Regions from separate parts of the Mus musculus genome. Here region 1 is linked to region 2. Evidence: chromatin contacts called from public capture Hi-C data. All regions are on one chromosome and are shown on one strand. Each heading gives the region's core, a stretch centred on a gene start, on an enhancer-like site or on the middle of the called end of the contact. The rest is flanking DNA. Distances are from core to core; before and after follow the strand shown. Region 1 overlaps Magi2 (membrane associated guanylate kinase, WW and PDZ domain containing 2). Region 2 overlaps Magi2 (membrane associated guanylate kinase, WW and PDZ domain containing 2).

What was found. Capture Hi-C pulls out chosen DNA fragments and counts their contacts.
Region 1: a contact with region 2 is called in a capture Hi-C map of embryonic stem cells, with 5 times the contacts expected there. The contact joins two enhancer-like sites. A contact is called at or near these places in 1 of 115 datasets of contacts at active chromatin or transcription factors (embryonic stem cells) and 1 of 9 other capture datasets (embryonic stem cells).

What each region holds. Positions count from the first base shown.
Region 1 is chr5:20,469,148-20,473,329 of GRCm38.p6, forward strand. The region is part of intron 10 of Magi2 (membrane associated guanylate kinase, WW and PDZ domain containing 2); the gene reads left to right. Among named protein-coding and RNA genes, the nearest start is that of Gm52764, 72 kb to the right of the region's middle. Within about 2 kb of position 1,479, at least 4 of the 459 cell types and tissues checked have an H3K27ac peak or open chromatin away from gene starts, as enhancers often do. A contact at or near this core is called in embryonic stem cells, where this site is marked.
Region 2 is chr5:19,563,921-19,568,413 of GRCm38.p6, forward strand. All of the region lies in intron 1 of Magi2 (membrane associated guanylate kinase, WW and PDZ domain containing 2), which reads left to right. Among named protein-coding and RNA genes, the nearest start is that of Gm25335, 51 kb to the left of the region's middle. Within about 2 kb of position 2,416, at least 17 of the 459 cell types and tissues checked have an H3K27ac peak or open chromatin away from gene starts, as enhancers often do. A contact at or near this core is called in embryonic stem cells, where this site is marked.

The DNA.
Region 1 (4,182 bases), core at 229-2,728, 900 kb after region 2:
CAGGGTTTCTCCAGTCTTCTGGTTTAGTAGTCTTCAGCGCAGTCGCTTTATTGGTAGTGTACTTACTGAGACTTTTCCACGGGTTTAACTTTCATTTCTCTATTCTTTTCATGTTCTTATGTGCTTATCGGCATTCATAAACTCTTATGTGCCATCAAGTATTTTCCCAGTTCTATATTGAACTATTTATCACTTTTCCTTCCTTTTTTTTTTTTCTTTTACTGAGAATTGAGCCTGATGCTTGCTAGGTGAGTCTCTGTCACAGCTAACAGCTCTCTTTGTCATCCTAAGTTACAAAAGCTCATTGCATATACAAATCTGAGCTGTGTTTTTAAGACAGATGATTTACAAATGCTTCCCTCAGGTTCATGGCTTATCTATCCATCGTCTTCTTGGTGTCTTTGATGCAGAAGCACAGGAGGTCTAGAGTGGGTGAATTTAAGTGGACCAGGCTCATTTTAGCATGGGTCATTTCCTGTCACATCTTTGCTTAACCTAAAAATCACAAAGTTTTTCCCATGTTTTCTTCTAGGAATTCTAAAGCTTTAGCGCCTATACGTAGTGCCTATATATAAACCAATTTAAAGTTAATTCTTATGTAGAATTGTGGACTTAAATTCATTTTATTTTTTGCACAAATATAGACAATTGTTCTAGCACTGTTTGCTGGCGAAAACCACAAAACCTGTTCTTTGTTATTGACTGGCCTTGGCTTTTGTGATGTTTGTTTCCAAATCCTCTACTCAGTCCCCCCAGTCTGCACGCATATTCTTATGTTAATGTAAGACTTTCTAGATTACAGTAGCTTTGTGTTAAATCTTGAAATCGGTGTGAGTCCTCCAAATTCTCCTCCTGTACAAAATTGTTTTGGCTCTTCCTGGACCTTTCATTTGCATAGAAATAGAAACTTCTCCCAGACCCACCCTACCTCCCCTCTCTATTCCAACTTCATTCCCCCTCCAACTTTTAATAACCCTCAAGATCAAATTAGTGTCACCCATACATGCCTGGGTGTAGTGCCATCCACTTGAGCATGAGTGGCCTTAGGTGCCTTAAAGGAAAGTGGCTCTCCCTCTCAAGAAGCCATCCACTGTCAATAGCTCATCCGTTAGGATTGAAGGCTCCTGAGCCCCTAACCCTTTCATCCCAGAATGTTGACCGGCTTGGTTTTGTGCACTTCTCATGTAGGCAATCACAGGTGCTCTGAGTTCATGAGAGCAATTGTCCTGTCCAGAAGACACTATTTTGCTTGGATCCTCTCCAACCTCTGGTTCTTAAAATCTTTCCATCCCTCCTTTTGAAATGTTCCCTGGCCTTGAGGCTCAGGAAGTGTGATGTAGATGTTCCATCTGTGACTTGGTACTCTGTTAATTCCAAAAATGGGCAGAGAAAGATCACTCTAGGCCCACATCCACCCTGCCATTGGGCATGGCCTCTTGGGGAGGTGGACTGTGCTTGCTGTACTAACACCACACTGCCACCAGGGGGTGCAGGGCTGTGGGGAAGTGCTTAGGCATGGCTCCAGGGTGGGAAAGCCAGAGCTGTCTGGGGTGAGGTGGCTGGGTGGTGGAGTTCTCAGGCCCTTGGCCATCCAGGCACCACTGGGAGTCACAGAAGAGCAGAGAACATAGTTAGGGGCCCTGCAGAAAAAGGCCTCTGCAGGAGACTAGGCTGCCACTCTGTAGCTGAAGGCCTTCTTCATGGCTCCCCACAGAGGATCTTGATGAAAAGAGTCAGATGTGCAAAACCATATCCCACTTCTCAGGGTAAGATTAAATACCTTTTGCAGAGAGGAATGTCTAGAAAGGGAAGCTTATTGGCTAAGCCCTCCAGTCCTCTAGGTACCTCATTAGCATGGAGAACTCTGTTTTGGGCCTATGTGACCATGGGGCATGTTTGTTTTATGTGAGGAACATGGCACTCCAAGTCAGGAGTCTGGCAGAGAGCTGGGAGTCACCTAAGCCTCAGGTTTGTGACCACCGAGTCTCCGAGTCTCAACCTGCTCTACCTTACCAAGCTCCCCGGCATGGTTTTATATCCCACAGACCTCTGTATAGCCAAGTCTATAGAGAGAAAAACCTATCTCAAAAACAAAACAAAACAAAACAAAACAAAACAAAAAAACACAATGTAAACATAACAGGCAGTCATAACAAGATAGTCAGTCATACATGGTCACATAACCTTTAGAACCAAAGATAGGATTGCAAGGTTGTTATAAACAACTTTTAAAACAAAGACATGATTGCCAGGCAATACAGAACCATTCGGTGGTTATGGTTACAGGTGAGGCACAGCCCAATCCTTGAGAAACAGATTTAATCATAAGTAGGAATGAACCTAATTTGTTGTTACTATAAAACGGCCGCTTAAGCCTAAGATGGAGGCAGGCTGCTTCTTCAACTCCTGCTTCCTAAGGCTTTGTACTTCCTCTGTTTAATAAAAGACCTGCTGAGATCATGGTACTACAGAACAGCTTTCCAACTGAAAACTGAACTTCTAAACCCCAACTCTGACATATCTCCATACTTGCTTAAGTCTCCTCCAGGTTCTCTCAGCAAGGTCATGGTCTTCTATGTACAGACCATGGACTTCTTTTGTTGAGGGTCTCCCTACTCTATTTTATTATTTTAGATTTATTTTATGTTGTGAGTGTTTTGCTCTCATGTATGTCTTCTGTGCCTCATGCTCATTCTTGATACCTAGGGAGTAAGAAGAGGGCATCAGATGCCCTAGAACTAGAGACATGCACAGTTGTGATCTGCCATGCTGGTGCTGGGAATCGAACCAAGATCTTCTTCAAAAGCAGCCAGTACTCTTAATAACTGTTTTCTTAATGTCATTTTCAAATTATTTATGGCCAATATATGTAAGCATATCTGATTTTTCATCATTCTGTAATGTGGTCTATATAATTATATTGTCTAGCAAGTTGTTCTTCTTTCCTTTTTCTACATTTGTATGGCCCTGGTATCTTTTCCTTGACTTACACTTTTATTTTCATTCCCATGCTGTGAGAAAACACTCTGATCAAGAGCAGCTTAGGGAACGAAATGGTTTATTTCAGCTCACAGTTCTACATCACATTCTATCACTGAGAGAAGTAAGGCAGGAACTTAAAGGCATGCCTGTCTCCTATTCCCTCATAGCATTACTTTCCACCAAGGGAAACTTCACAGCCAAAGAAGTATAGCAGGAATCATCAGAAGTAATGCTTGCCAGCTGAATGGCAGGCCAACTTATACCAGCTCCCTAAGTGTAAGTTGATACTACCCACAGTTGGCTGGGCCCTCCCCCATCAGTTAGTTAACAAAGTAACCCCCTAACCCCAGGCATGTCTAGGGCTCTTCTGCCCTATGACTCTAGACAACTTAAAGTTTTTGGTTAAAGCTAACTAGCTACCTTTTCAAGTGTGATGTTAAACAGATGTCTTATCAGCAGATGTCCCTTTTTGTTGCTGTTACTGGGTTTAGGGGGAAGCATCAGTCTTGTACTCTTTAGTATGATATTAGGTAGAGGGATTTTAGACGCCCCTTATCAAGTTGAGAAGTCCCATCTGTTGTTAGTTTGATATGGGTTCAGCCTTCTCGCATACTTGTCCTGAAAGACCCACAATGTGAGGACTCCCCCACGTTCTGACTCAGGAGAGGCGACACCCCAAATCACTCACAAGAAACAGTCTTGCTGCAAACTGCAAGAGGATTTTTTTATTCAAGAGCACTCTGGGGCCCACAGTCATACACCACGCAGGGGTAGAGGACCGTGGTGCCCCAAGTAGCTAGGTAAGGGGGTATTTAAAGGAAGAAACCACAACTCAAGGAAGTGGGGAGGGCGTTGTTGGAAAATACCAGATACCAGTTAAGAGTCCCAAGGAAGTGCAAAGTCACAAGTGTCACAAGGAATACCTGGTAATTGTGCAGGTTATCTCTCAAGACAGTTTCTAAGAGCCTCTAACAATAGCATATTTGCATAGCGGCGGCAATGGTCAGGGTGACTTTCTTTGAATGAACACTCTTTGAACCCAGGAAGCAGGTGGGTGGAGGAATGTCGCTATCAGTTTTATGATTAGCATACCTTGGAGCATTAAGTCACAGAGGTCACATTCCCAAGCCTGGGCCTAAAGGCCTAGAATTTTGTTTTTACGTTATACTTTCAGTCCTGCACATAGTGAAATGAGTGTAT
Region 2 (4,493 bases), core at 1,166-3,665:
TAGCATCAAACACAGGACTCTAAAGATTCCATTTGAAGAAACTGTGCTACCCTGTGTGTTTATACCCAACATTGTGTGTCTCTATCATATGTTGTGATTAATTTTTTCATTAGCAAATCTTAGCTAATTCAACCTTCTACTCAATACACAAATGGAACATCATATTTATTTTCTACAAACCAATGAATATAAAATGACTTCTATTAGAAAAGCCCAGTATTATATGCCATGAACAATAGTTTTCACAAGCATTTCTTCTTGGTTGGCATCTAATATTCACCACTACAAACAGTCTCATACTACTTGTTTGCTTGAAGCTCTTTGAAAGTATCAGAAAACTGCAATTCATTTGCTGTTTTTAATTTTGCTATTATATTTTGATTTCACAATAATTGCAAAGAAGGAAAATTTATCTTCCCTAATTAAGTATGGGTAATTCATGGAAGTTGAACAAAATATTAAAGTTATACATTTTATTGCCAGCTATTCTGGTTAGTTTCTTCTCAACTTGACACAAGTTAGGGTCACATGGGAAGAATAAACATCAACTGAGAAAATGGTTCCATCAGATTGGTCTGTGGACATGTCTGTGCTTTGTTTTCTTAATAATGATTGATGTGAGAGGACCTTGCCTACTGTGGTTCCTACCACCCCTGAACAGATAGTCCTAGGTTGTTTTTTTGTTTTGTTTTGTTTTGTTTTGTTTTTTAAAAGTAAAGAAAAGAAAAAAGAAAAAATGAAGAAGAAGCAGCAGTCTAGTAAACAGCATTCTTCTATGACCTCCACTTTACTTCCTCCCACCAGGTTCTCGTCTTGCTTGAGTTTCTGTCATGGCTCCTCTTGATAGATTTTTATTGGGAAATGTAAGCTAAATAAAATATTGTACCCCTTCTTACTTCTGGTCATGGTCTTTTTCATAACTCTAGAGAGCAAACCGGGATAGCAGCTAAGCTGATAGACTGTGAGCTCTTTATCTGAGGGAGATGTTCTCAAATACATTAAGTTAAACTGGAGAGCACCAGAAACCAATACATTTTAAATATCTTGATAAAGTTGGAGAGCCAAGAAATGTCCTCCTGTAAAAGTATAATATGGATCCATTGTCACTGAAGAGATGCCAGCTAAAGATAATAAATCTATCACCAACAGAGGCTTCTAAGTGGAGGTTCTGAAATTCCTTATTTGTTTTGACTCTTACATCAACCAGTGTTTATAGAAACAACTTTTGTCTGTAACTCCGCTTACTATCTGTATTTAGATTCATGATAAAGTAGTAGCCTGGAGGATAGTCATAATGCATATTGGGTTGCCAGTTAGGTTGGGATTTCTCAGTGTGAAACTGGCAGAAATTTTCCTTTTATAGCTGGAGAAACATCTATTGCTGTGAAAATTGTAATTTATAGACATCTGCAATCAGTTTTAATTTTTATTTACTCATTTATATTTTGTTCATTGTGAATGTCTATAGCATAGAAGATCCTTCAACTGCCTAGTTTAGGCTAAAAAGAAAAGCAATGGATACAAATATGTTATATAGTCATTTTTTTAAAAAAATGTTAAATTATTTTATTTACATTATAAGTTGCCCCCCTTCCCCATCCTCCTACCTCTGAAAGGGTGCTCCCCTATCTGCCCACCTACTCCTACACTCCCACCTCACCCCCACCAACTTCCCTCTTCCCTGGGGCATCAAGTTTCCACAGGATTAAGTTCATCCTCTCCCACTACAAGGCAGTCCTCTGCTACACATGTGCCTGGGGCTACGAACCAGCCCATGCATATTCCTTGGATTTTGGCTCAGTCTCTGGGAGCTCTTAAGGGTCTGAGTTATTTGACAGTGTTGTTCTTCCTATGGGGTTACAGTCCCCTTCAGCTCCTTCAGTCTTGCCTCTAACTCTTACATGCCACACCCACTCCAGTGGTAACTGCATGAGAGGCCAAAAAGCTTGGACACAGTTCTGAGGCAAAGAATTTCATGGAAACTTAGTCTCCTGGAATCTTGGCACGAATGCTCCAAACTTGTCCGTGCATTAGTTGGTGAATGGATCTGGGTGCTTTCCTTCAATATTGCTTTATTATAAGTGGCTCTAAGGATTGATTTTGACATATAGCTAAGTTAGATTAGCTTCCACCAGTGTTCCAATGTCCTAAGCAGTCCTTGAGCTGACCCTGGGCTTGGAATTCAGTAAGAATATTACCTATTCAGCAACATTCAGAATTAACTCTAGTATTGTAAAAGAGACAGGGAAAGAAATCAGGCATTACAATTTACTTAGATAGAGCTAGAAATCTCAGGGCTAGTCTATATAGTAAATACTTAGAACAATAGCTGAGTCACTCCCGTACACAGGAATTTACAATGGCCTAGGAAGAAGGAAGGTTGTGGTTTTAGGAGGAACTGGAATGTTGAATTATTCATGAAAGGGTTAGTAGTACAGAACTCCCTTGGTGCATGTTTTTCACTAGGCCCAGAGGAATAGCATAAGTAGGTATTAAGTAAGGGACCCCTGGTGGTGGGTTTAACAATAGACTAGCATTGCATCAGACCTTTCACCTGGCTCCTGTGAATAGCTGACTTTACATAGGGCTGATCTTATCTCAATTGTAAACATTGCCTGATTCCTGCCAGTCTGTTTGTATGCATTTTTTGTTTTGTGTCAGATAACTTCAGTGTACCTTGGATGCCCTTAATGTATCACTTAACTTCCTTGTCTCCGTTTGTAATATAAGTCTGATGCTAGTTTTGAGGAATTACATTCAGATACAACACCCCCTTGTGTTCATGTCTGTTTGTCACTTTTCGCTGACTCCTTGCCCTGATTCTCCTGAGGGTTGAGGGGCCAACTGAGTCCAGTTTGCAGCACTTACATATTGGTCTCTGACCTAAATTCAATGGTTGGCTGTAATTATATGCAATTGTCTCAGTCAGTTGCTGGTAGAGCCTCTCTGAGGACAGCCATGCCAGGCTCCTGTCTGCACATACAATATGGCTTCAGTAATAGTGTCAGGATTTGGTGTGAGTGTATGGGATGGATCCCAAGTTGGGCCAGTCACTGGGTGGCCTTTCTTTTATTTCGGATCCATTTTTATCTCATGTATGTGCACATGTATGATAGAAAAAGATATGAAGTTAAGAGAGACTATGAGGACAGAGGTCTACTACTTACTTAAGAGAGTCACAGAAAGCTTGGTTATCATGGTAATCCTGATCAGTGATACCAGATATAGGAAACATGAGCACCCAAAGACATGTGCCTACAGCTGTTACTTTTATGCTAATAATGTGTATGTATCTGGACTCAGTTCCTTTTGAACATTTACTATATGTAAATATATCTATTATAGTACTCAATTCAAGTGATTTGCTACTTAATACATTAAATGAATATTCTTAATTTGAATGTTATTCAGTTTCAGATTATATTTGCACTTATGTATATTTATTGTAGTTTATGGCATCAAATTTTACAAATTATAAAAGGAAAAATAATTAACAATAAGTTTTGTAACTATATTTATTTATGTAACATGATACTAAATGCAAGTGGGTTCTAGAGACTGTCAAGCATTTCCTACTTGACAGAGTCTGGCTATCATTCAAGTTTGGAAAAGAGCTGGACTAGACTTTCAGTAGCAATGAAGAGAATTTTAATTAGATTCTTATCAAAGCTAAATATCCAATTTAAATTAAAAATATCTAAGAGATCAATAATTCTAAAACAAGGAACATGCTGCAATATTATAATTTCCATGGGAATAATTTTCTCATTAATCCAAAATTTACTAATTTCTTGAAGGAAAAGCAGTAAACTGTTGTAGAAACAGCCTGAAACTGAGAGGCAGCAAACCTTGGTTCAAACTGAGACTCTGACATGTCTCAAATTCATCTGAAAATGCATTTAACTTCCTAATGGGAAAGTATTGTTAAGATAATCACTCAAAATCATGATTCAAAGCACGTAATAAACTTGCAGGCTAAAGAGATGGGTCAGGAGTTAAGAACATTTAACTGTTTTACCAGAGGACCCTCAGCTCCCACTCTGGACTGCTTACAACTGCCTGTAAATCGAGCTGGAGATATATATATATATATATATATATATATATATATATATATATATATATATATATATCCCCTACTCAGGCCTCCTTGATGCAGAAGTAATTGTGCAGAATACAAATGAAATACTGTTACTTCATCCTTGAGATCTTTCTGTTGTTAACTGTTAATAGCCAGCGAGACCAGTCAGTTAAGATCAAAGATGTAGGCAAGGCAATATGAGTAGCACAAGGGATCCAGCTGCTCCATTCTGAGCTTCTCAAGATCCTATGGGTTTTTCCAAATTATATCCACTGTGAACCTTTCACCTTCCCTGTCCTGTTGCTGGGTTCGCGCTGCCACAGCACTTTTGCAACCACCTTTATTAATCACTTGCTACCTGCTATTCTCATGCGACCTCTCCATGCACTGTGGTCCTTATCCCCATTGTTTG